Regions from separate parts of the Mus musculus genome. Here regions 1 and 2 are each linked to region 3. The links are chromatin contacts, called in public Hi-C maps. All regions are on one chromosome and are shown on one strand. Each heading gives the region's core, a stretch centred on a gene start, on an enhancer-like site or on the middle of the called end of the contact. The rest is flanking DNA. Distances are from core to core; before and after follow the strand shown.

Evidence for each region. Hi-C and Micro-C count contacts between places; a contact is called where the count stands out from the background.
Region 1: a Hi-C map of uterus shows a contact between it and region 3, with 2.4 times the contacts expected there. The contact joins two enhancer-like sites. A contact is called at or near these places in 2 of 484 Hi-C or Micro-C datasets (both in uterus), 1 of 115 datasets of contacts at active chromatin or transcription factors (embryonic stem cells) and 1 of 9 other capture datasets (embryonic stem cells).
Region 2: a Hi-C map of uterus shows a contact between it and region 3, with 8 times the contacts expected there. The contact joins two enhancer-like sites. A contact is called at or near these places in 5 of 484 Hi-C or Micro-C datasets (adipose-derived mesenchymal stem cells and uterus).

The regions. Positions count from the first base shown.
Region 1 is chr8:116,371,578-116,374,709 of GRCm38.p6, forward strand. No RefSeq gene overlaps it. Among named protein-coding and RNA genes, the nearest start is that of Gm31278, 21 kb to the left of the region's middle. Within about 2 kb of position 1,679, at least 48 of the 459 cell types and tissues checked have an H3K27ac peak or open chromatin away from gene starts, as enhancers often do. A contact at or near this core is called in uterus, where this site is marked.
Region 2 is chr8:116,428,287-116,431,643 of GRCm38.p6, forward strand. No RefSeq gene overlaps it. Among named protein-coding and RNA genes, the nearest start is that of Dynlrb2, 75 kb to the right of the region's middle. Within about 2 kb of position 1,880, at least 29 of the 459 cell types and tissues checked have an H3K27ac peak or open chromatin away from gene starts, as enhancers often do. A contact at or near this core is called in uterus, where this site is marked.
Region 3 is chr8:115,858,067-115,861,437 of GRCm38.p6, forward strand. All of the region lies in intron 1 of Gm31037 (a long non-coding RNA gene), which reads left to right. Among named protein-coding and RNA genes, the nearest start is that of Gm31037, 3.5 kb to the left of the region's middle. Within about 2 kb of position 1,520, at least 5 of the 459 cell types and tissues checked have an H3K27ac peak or open chromatin away from gene starts, as enhancers often do. A contact at or near this core is called in uterus, where this site is marked.

The sequences.
Region 1 (3,132 bases), core at 429-2,928, 510 kb after region 3:
ATACCAGAAGAGTCAGAATACCCAAATGTCGCCTCCTCTGTGGTGGGTGAGATGGCTGTGGGTATTTTTAAATGATGGTTTTGTTCTCATCCCTAAGCTATTCTTTTTATTCCAGGGGATGGACTGTTGACCCAATCACAGAACACAAGCACAATGCATAAAATTGTCTCTCCACCCATTCCCCTTCAGAGGGACCCAGCCATTATGTAAAGAGGCACAAAAGGTTTAATTGGGGCCTAAAATTCCAGGGCAAGGCCGAGTGGGCTGGAAAGTTTAAAAGTGGGATGGTGGGGAAATGTGCTAGGAGGTTTCTGTCCTTTTCTCCGTAATGGTATTTCTTTTTTCTAGGAGAGAAAAGGAGTCTTCTAGATAAGGCCTGCTGGAGGGTTTCCAGAAGAGATAGCTACAAGAAAGATAAGTTCCGACAACTCCGAGGTTTCTGCAGAACCGCTGGCAAAGGGGAGTTCCAACATGCATCAACCCCCTGTAACATACTGTTTACCTGTTCTCCCACCCCACCCCCGCCAGATCATGCCCCCTCCCCCCCAACGGCGGATATGTTGAGGTTCTGTGATGCCAGGGCCAGTTTCCAAAGAAAAACACATCAGAGTTCTATCCAGAGAGCCTGCGGTGCCAATCAGATGCGCCACAAGAAAAACTAACAGAAACTCAAACCGGAAGGGAGTGATGGAAACCTATCAGCAGAAGGTCAATGAGGGCACTGAGAGGCAGGTCTGGGGAGTTAGAGCCAGTGCTAGCCCAATGGATTGACCAATGAGTGTTTCAAACACTAGCGGTGGGGGTTGGGGAGGGGGCGCCTCCAAACCTCAGGATGACAGGTACCCAAGGAAGGGAGTGGAGTCGCAAAAGCAGCTGGTGTAGTGAATTACTTCTCACAGGGGTAGAGGGGCGGCTCAGCTCCTGTATGTTTCAATTTTGAAAAAGGAAAAACAAGACACACTGATAGGCAGAGATGCAACGCATTACAGCCACCCTCCTAGATCTCTGGTTCAGCAACACACACACACACACACACACACACACACACACACACACACACCAGCCCTAGATGTCTGATGTTGCTGCCTCGGGTTTGAGGGACCCTGGAGGTGAGAATCTGACTCAGAACCTAAGCTCCTGCGCATGCACTCTGAGATCCAGAAAGAGCTGGGAGGAACAGAAGCCCTGCTGTTTAGGAGGCCTGTGCCAAGAAGAGAGAACACAAGCCAAGACTGGCCAGAGCCCATTCTGCTGAATCATGGTAAGTACAAAAGGGAGGATTTTAGATGAAAGTGGAAGCAAGACTATTCGGGAAGAGGAAAAGGACCAGTGGGAGGGGGAGGGGAGACTAACTAGAGAAGGTGGGGGGGGGGGGTTCAAAAGTACATTGTATACATATATCAAAATGGCCAACAGAGTGAGTTCCAGGACAGCCAGGGCTACACAGAGAAACCCTGCGTCGAAAAAAACAAAAACAAAAACAAAAAAGATGTCGTAATGAAACTTGATGATTTTGTAATGCATATATGATGGTAAGAAAGGGGACTAAAGAAAGACTTAAATTTTGAAAACAAGGCTGGAGAGATGGCAGTACTGTTAAGACTGGTTACTGCCCCTGCTGGAGACCTGAGTTCAGGTCCCCACCTACACTGGATGGCTCACAGCCACTTGTTAACTACAGCGCCAGGAACCCTGACACCCTCTTCTGGCCATCTTGGGCATTGTGCTTACACACACAATACCAACCCCTGCCCCCTTACGGAAATGAATAAATACAGTGAAATCTTTAAATCTGAAAACAAAAACTGAGGAAACTCCCGGTATCCTTGAGTTATGCCTGAAACTCAGAAGTTAAAAAGAAAAAAGAAAAAAAAAAGAATTTAAAAACCAATCTAGCCTCAGCCATCCTTGGATAAAAATATAAATGATCGTTACCAAGTTTTCCTTATTTTTTGCGATCTTACTCTCTCTTTCCATTATGGGACTAGTTTTTTAAAAGTCTAGTTGAGATTAGAATGCCTCAGGAGGCTAGGCGTGGTACCACATGCCTGTAAGTCCTGCACTTGAAAGGTAGAGGCAAGAGGAGAGCTACAACTTCACATTCAGCCTGGTGTACATATTTCATGGCAGCCCACCGATAATTATAACTAAGACCCTATTGCAAAGAGCCAAAAATCAGGCTGGGGAGAAAGGGAGAAAGCTCTGTCAAGAAGTGCCTTCTGTACAAGCAGGAGGATCCGAGTTCAAATCCTCAGCCCAGATGTAAAAAGCAGAAGTAGGCAGGTGTGTCTATAACTCAAGTGCTGGCAGAAGGAGGACAGAGTACATCTCGGATGCCAATACTGGGGTAGAGCAGAGACAGGCAGATCCCTACGACATGGGTCAGCCAGTCTAGCCTAAGCAGGTTCAATGGAAGACCCTGCCTCAAAACAATAAGGTGTAAATCAATAAAGGAAGACATTTGAACTTGACATCTGGCTTCTACATGCACACAGATATATGTACATGAAGACACACGCTGCCAAAATGAGATTCCAGCACATGGGAAGGCAGGATGACCAGGAGTTCAAGGTCACTGTTGGCCACATAGGGATTTGAAGGCTGGCCAGAGCTTCATAAGACTCTGCCTCAAGACATAAAAAAAAAAAAGAAAATGTCCCCGCGAAGTCAGCCCATCCTGTTCCGCCTGTCGCCCTGGGTATATTGATGCCCATTTCCATGAACCTACGCATGCTGTCATTACGATGCGCTTACATGTATAGATGGAATGCACGTCACAGCCACACGCACAGCCTGGGGGTCATTAGCACTTGGAGAACAAGGAGCTTGCAGTATAAAGTCAGGGTAAATCAGACTGCAAATAGAATCTTGAAAACAGGTACCCAACCTTACCAGCTGAGTTCCAAAAGCCCCATCCTATGCAAGCTGACTCTGGTCTTTAAAAATATAAATAGGAACCTTCTAGACTGAAAAGAAAACGTAATGTATAAATGACTCTGCCATGGCCCATAACCACCATTAATAAATGATAATTGACCTTACAATTCTGGAACTACCTTTGTTTCCCTCATATCCCTAGACAGTTATCCAGCAATAGTGACAGGTCTTATATTATGTGTCTGCCCCATTCCA
Region 2 (3,357 bases), core at 630-3,129, 570 kb after region 3:
ATATAAAGCATTCACATAAAACTGGCCAAGCAGAAGTTACCCCCACTGCACACTTCTCCCAACTTGCTTATCCAATGTCTCTCTGGGACCTATGAGAAGACCCACAACAGGTGTGGAGCTGAACTGGAGGATGGGTGGCACAGAAGGGGGGAGGAGAAGGGGGAGAGAGAGGGAAGAGAAGAGATGAGGAGAGGAAGAAGAGAAGAGGAAGAGGGGGACAAAAAGGAAGAAGAAGGAGGAAAAGGGGAAGGGGAAGGGGAAGGCAGAAGCATCCAGGTATGTATGGAAGCCTGAGTTTATCCAAACCAAGACAAAGGGATAGCATGAAACCTCTGGACAGCTGTTCTTGCATCTCTACATTCTGGGGTATGGTTTGGGTTATGTACGTATGATTTAGATTAAATCCAAGGCCTACCTTTAACATTCTTATGGACTCTGTGCACAGTCACGATTGCGCAAACATAAGAGCTAGCAGAAGAGGAATGTATACTCCCTTCTTCTGTGAAGAGCGTCTCAGGAGTCATTTACAGGACTGTTCCAGAAGCCTGTGACCTGACCCATAATAGACATCCAACAGATACACCCTTCCCCATGTGTCCTTGCCTGGCTGGCTCCTCAAGGTTTTGAGCATCTCCAATGTAGATAGAGTTGAGATTACAAATCTGCAAATAAGAAAGAGGAGGAGTAAGAGAAGGAGGGAAGAAGGATGAAGAGAAGGTAGTGGTAGGGGAATAAGAAAAGGAGGGAGGACATTAAAATATACAGAGCAAGCATAGTGCTGCCAAGTGTGTTTCTCACACATCCCTGACAACTACCCATGAGGAAGACATCATCAGACTCATGAAACTGTAGAGGAGCCGAGACGTCGGAAAAGGGAATCTTCACTGCTTTGGCTCCAGACACCTAAGTCACCGAAGTCTGCCTAGATTCCAATTTCCTAGTTTGCATTTTATCACCTTGCACCCAGGACCTCAAGTCTGGTCTGAACTGTCTCATCCCATAATAGTCTTTGTCACCAAAAACATCCAGAAAGAGGAAGTAAACGAGAAAGCATATGACCTTAGTCTCACTCACCCAGATTTAGACAGAGAGGAAAGCATTGCAAGAGATGACACCAGAGCTCACTGTTTCCAGGGAGGGACACACTTGAAGAGACAGAGGCTGAGACTCTACTGCAGACACTGCTGACAGCTCTCTGGGGAATGCTGAGTAACAACTCCAGTCTCTGACCCTCAATATCCTCACCTACAGACTGAGCATTTGGATGACTCCGGGACACAGAAGCCCCCATCTCCAACATATATGTCATCCTAGGCCCTACGTTCCAGATAGCAAGCTGAAATCTGGGGAACCTGTATTTTTTTCAGGCCCTCAGACACAACTCTGTCTCCTCCATGTAGCCTAAACCAGAGATAAAAGTTAAGAAACTTGACTCTATGGGCTAGAGAGGGGCTCTGTGGTTTAAAGTGGCTACTGCTCTTACAGAAGGCCCGTTTGGTTCGGTATATCCATATTGGGCAGCTCACTCCCTCCTGTAACTTCAGCTCTACTGGAGTCAGCTCCCTCTTCTGGCTTTCATGGGAACCTACGTGCATATGTACAGCGTGTGTGTGTGTGTGTGTGTGTGTGTGTGTGTGTGTGTGTACAAGAACAAATTGAAAAATTGAAAAAAAAATTTTAAATAAAAATAAAATAAGGAAACTTGAATGGAGAAGGGACAGAACGCATCCCTGATCAGCTTCAGCCAAGCGAGGATTATTCTGCAGTTTCTATTTGCCAAAGGAAAATTACATTCCACAACACCCAGAGGAGGAGGTGAAGGGAGGAAGCTGCTGCTTCCAATGAGGACTTCATTCCAGAAATCCCACATACTGGCCTCACAAGAGCCCTAGTGTGATAAAGAGATGACTATTTCGGATGAGAGGATCCAGTCCTCCGGGAGAGGTGGGAGGAGGACAAGGCCAGGGCTCACTCCCAGGGAAGTGCAGCTCAGCCCTCAATTGCGATATGGATACTGCATTTCCAGGGTAATGACTTCAACCTGGTGGAGCCAAAAACCTGTCGCCATTAAGTATGTTTTCAATTGGGAAATGGAAGCACATAGGTGCTGGCAGCAACACAGGAAAGCAAGTCTTCATTAGAGCCTGAGAGTTCACGCCCACATCTGGGCCGGGCGGTGCGGCCGCTGCCAGGCCTGGCACAAGCTTGTGCCATCTCTCAGCCTCAGAAGTCAGAATGGGAGGACACCATTTTCTCAGTAAATTTCCGGGTTTTAAAAACAACTGCCAGGACATGGGGAAATGGCTCAGTCAGTAAAGAGTTTGCTATGGAAGCATGACAAAGCAAGCTCAAGTCCCTAGAACCTCTGTATGAAATCTGGGCACAGTGGGACATGCCTGTAATTTCTGCTCTGGGGAGGTGGAGACCGAACCCAGCTGATTCAGGTAAGAAACTCTGTCTCAAAAACTAAAGGAGAGAACTACTGAGGTAGATGCTTTTCCTAGTTTCATTTCCATTGCTGTTTTCATCCTGAACAGAAAATAACACAACACAAAACAAAACAAGCAAACAAAAACAAACAAACAACAACAACAAAAAAAAAAAAACCAAAGAGGTGAAAGGGTCTTATACTTACAAACTATAATTCATTATTTTGGGAAAGTCAAAGTAAAGATGTACAAGTCAGGAGTGATCAATGAATGCATCCTTGTTTCCTTGCTCCCAGCTAGCTTTCTCCTCTGTTATAGTTTCAGAACTCACTGCCTACGGGATGGTGCCACCCACAATGGACTGTGTCTTCTACATCAATCACCAATCAGGCCATGCTTAGAAGTCAACCTAACCTAGATAATTCTTTATAAAGACTTGCTTCTCAGGTGATTCTAGAGTGTGTCAAGTTGGCAGTGAAAACCAAACCAGCACAGTACCTAACGTCAACCTCTAGCCTAAGCAAACACACACATATATGAACACACAAATGAACATATAACATGCATATATATATATATATATATATATATATGCCATAAAATCTGTTATTCCCATTTTCAACTGAACATAAGTTTTTCCTGATACCGCACATTTCTGAACACTCTACCCACAGCTCTCAACCTTCCACCTATGAGCCTAGGAAGACAGAACTGAGCACCCAAGTGAGTCTCCAACACTATTTCCTGTATATCCTTCAGGCATGGTAGCATGACATTGGACTGATCTGTCCTTTCCCCCCACCCCACCCCCAGACTCTGTCCATCCATCACTATACCTCACTCTTTTCCTCCTTCCCTGTTTTAAACACCATGGAAAGTGAACATCCCAGGTAGAACTTGATCTGTGGAGTCAGAAAACAATGGCCAC
Region 3 (3,371 bases), core at 270-2,769:
TTAGAAAGAACCTCTGGAGCCTTATTCTGGGTGAGGATCAATATTTGTGAGCCCAGGTGAGCAAAGATGGTGCATTCAATTTACTACAGAGATTCCCAGATGAATTCAAGACACGGACAAGGGGTGGGGAGAGAGAGAGAGAAGAAAGAAAGGAGGTAGGGAAGGAAGGAAGAAAGGAAAAGAGGAAGAGAGGAGAGAAAGAAGGAAGAAAAGAGGAGTAGAAAGAAAGGAAAGAAGGGATGGAGGGAGGAAGTGAGGAAAAAGTAAAAGGAAAGAGAGAACAAAAGAGGAAGGAGGAAGAGGAAAATGAGGGAGACAGTAAAAAAGGAGGAAAAGGAGGGGATAAGGAGATAAAGTAGAGAAGGGAGGGAAATAAGGAAGGGAGAAACGGAGGCTAGAAATGGAGGAAAGAGAAAGAAAGAAAGAGAGAGAGAGAGAAAGAAAGAAAGAAAGAAAGAGAGAGAGAGAGAGAGAAAGGGAGAAAGAAAGAAGGGGAGAGCCTGGCAGTGGTGGCACATGCCTTTAATCCCAGCACTCGGGAGGCTGAGGCAGGTGGATTTCTGAGTTCGAGGCCAGCCTGGTCTACAGAGTGAGTTCCAGGACCATCAGGGCTACACAGAGAAACTGTGACTTGAAAAACCAAAACCAAAACAACAACAAAAAGAAAAAAGAAAAGGAAAGGAAAGGAAAAGAAAAAGAAAAAAAAAGAAAAAGAAAAAGGAAAAGGAAAAGAAAAAGAAAAAGAAAAAGAAAAAGAAAGGGGTGGGGGGAGAAAGAAAGGAAGAAAGGGAAGGAGGCTCATTTGAGGCTATTTTGGCTGCCTGTCTAGACACAATGATGTGAGCATTCAGAGCTGCCTGGAGCCATACATGACAGAACCAGGGGCTAGATGTCTGGCATCTGCTCAGCTGAGGAGTAAGTAGAACAATGCCACAGAAAGAACTGAGGCCTAAAGACCTTCCCAGCAACCCCAGGGAAGGAAAGAAGTCATACAATAGCGCGTACAGCCTGGAAGAGCTACTCAGAGGGTCAACGTTTCTGTCAGCGGTCTCTCTCCACTTGTGGTCAACCAGAAATCTATTTTTCAAAATTCCTATCTATCTCTCTTCTATTACATGGTGTAAAGAACACCAAACATCACCACAAAGTGTGGTTATTTTTTTTTTTAATCTTTAATGCTAAGCTTCACAATGCACATGACATTAACTGTTGGGGGCAGCAGCAGTTTCCAAGAAGTTGATGGTCACCCCCAAAGTAGCAGAAGCTGGAGTTCAAGGGAAGGTCCTCGTGACCTCTTATTGGGAGAGATGCCATAGATACTGACGATGTTGTAAACAGACAAGACAAACTACAACATTAAAATACTCAGCAGATCTGGACGGGAAAGGCAGATCAAGTGTCCCATGAGAGAACGTTACAGGCTTGCGAGGTGGATTTGCCATTCGACTACCTCTCTCATGGGTCCAACTGAGCTAGCACAGTGCGCTCAGGCCCATGTTTATCTGGAGCAGCAGAAGAAAGGCAGCTGGTCTGAATTAAGTTCTGCCTTCTGAGGCCCTTGTGCATAGAGTGGGAGTCAGGGGTGGGGACAGCATGGGCGGCAAGCCCAGGACTTGTGGAGATGGGGCATATGGCCACAGTGCGTCATTATAGAGCGGGGTCACAATGTGTTGGCAAAGCCACTGAACTTAAACAATAATAGTGTGAGACACATCAAGAATAAAGCTCAGGCTTAGGGATTGCTGGTAGATCTTGAAGAATATAGAAAAATCAAATCTTGGAATAATTTTCATGGCTTTGGAGCACAGAATGCTATCATCCTGTCTGAGGAAAACATTGAGCATGGCCCTTTATATGCATCTATAGACCAAGATGGGTCCTAGGCAAATGAGCTGAGAGAATCTATGAAGTGGAATATGAGTACTAGAAATTTGTGAACTTCAACAGTGGTTTTGTCTGAGCCCCAGCCATTTCTGTAGTTAATCATCCAGGAAAGCAGGGACTGGCACTCTCGCTTCTATCCAGCGACACTGAGATGCTGAGCCTGTGAACCGCTTTTATCCTTGTTAATAGGAACAAGTGCCTATTTAAAGGTCTGAACCAGAGGTAGGTGATCAGACCAGTGATGATCTGACCTTGGGGAGACAGTATCAAAGAAACCGAATTCTACTCTAAACCCATAAGTTGATCATCTTCAAAAAGAACACGCAGTGGCTCAGACGCTGACGATCATCCGGTGGCAGATAACAGCGTTCTGACAACCTTCTTAGGAGTGATGTGTAAAAAAAAAAGTTAAAGATGGGGGAGGACAGTAGTCTATCATCCTGGGATAGTGTTCATGACAGAGAGGGGAAGTTGACCTTAGACTTGGATGCAAAGAATATAGCTTAATCCAATGGTAACCATAGACAAGGACTATGGAACTCAGGCACTCACTGAGACCATATCCTGAAAAGAGAGGCTTTTCAACCCACAGGAAAGAGTGCACATCAAGAGTGCTCTGTGATGATCTCACCAGAAAGAGGATCAGATTTAGCTGTCAATGTTAGATTCTGGATTTATTTTATTGGGACCCCAAATACAGATGCATCTTTCTAAAACCCAAATTAAACTGGACAACCAACTTCAGTAACACATATCAAGTACATGAAGAATTGTGAGAATTGTGTTCATGTGTGGATATTCATGTGCTCTCTCTCTCTCTCTCTCTCTCTCTCTCTGTGTGTGTGTGTGTGTGTGTGTGTGTGTGTCTTTGTCTGTGTCTGTGTCTGTGTCTGTGTCTGTGTCTGTGTCTGTGTAACTACATGTACATGTATGTGTATGGTGCTCTGAGGCCAACCTTGTGTATTCAACTTCTAGAGCTGTCCCTCTTGATTTTTTTTCTGAGATAATGTTTCTCCTTAGAATTAAGGAACCATCTTGGGGAGAAGACGTTGAAGGGCAGGGGGCCATCTTTCAAAACTGACCCCAACCTCTAGCATTGTCATCTTAATATCAACCTAAAGAGGGTAGACTGAGTTCCCGAGAAAGCCTAGGAGAATGGAACTGATAGCATAGCCAGGGAGGATGCTGCAGAAATTATCATATGCTAATACGAAAGGGTGGGCTGAGGCTGCCAAGACAGAGGAGAGCATCCTCCTACTCAGTCTCTAGCTTGGGGTCTCAGATAGACTTACAGTTAGTGTAACAATGATGGTGGTATAAATAACAATATATAGCAGCAGTATCCTCTCTATAACAACAACAATTCAGAGAGGGGGTCCGAGAAAGAGACAGAGACAGAGACAGAGACAGAGACAGAGACAGAGACAGAGAGAAGCCTGCAGGTCACAATCTTCTTAACAATTCACACTGCCTCTCCCTCAAATTCC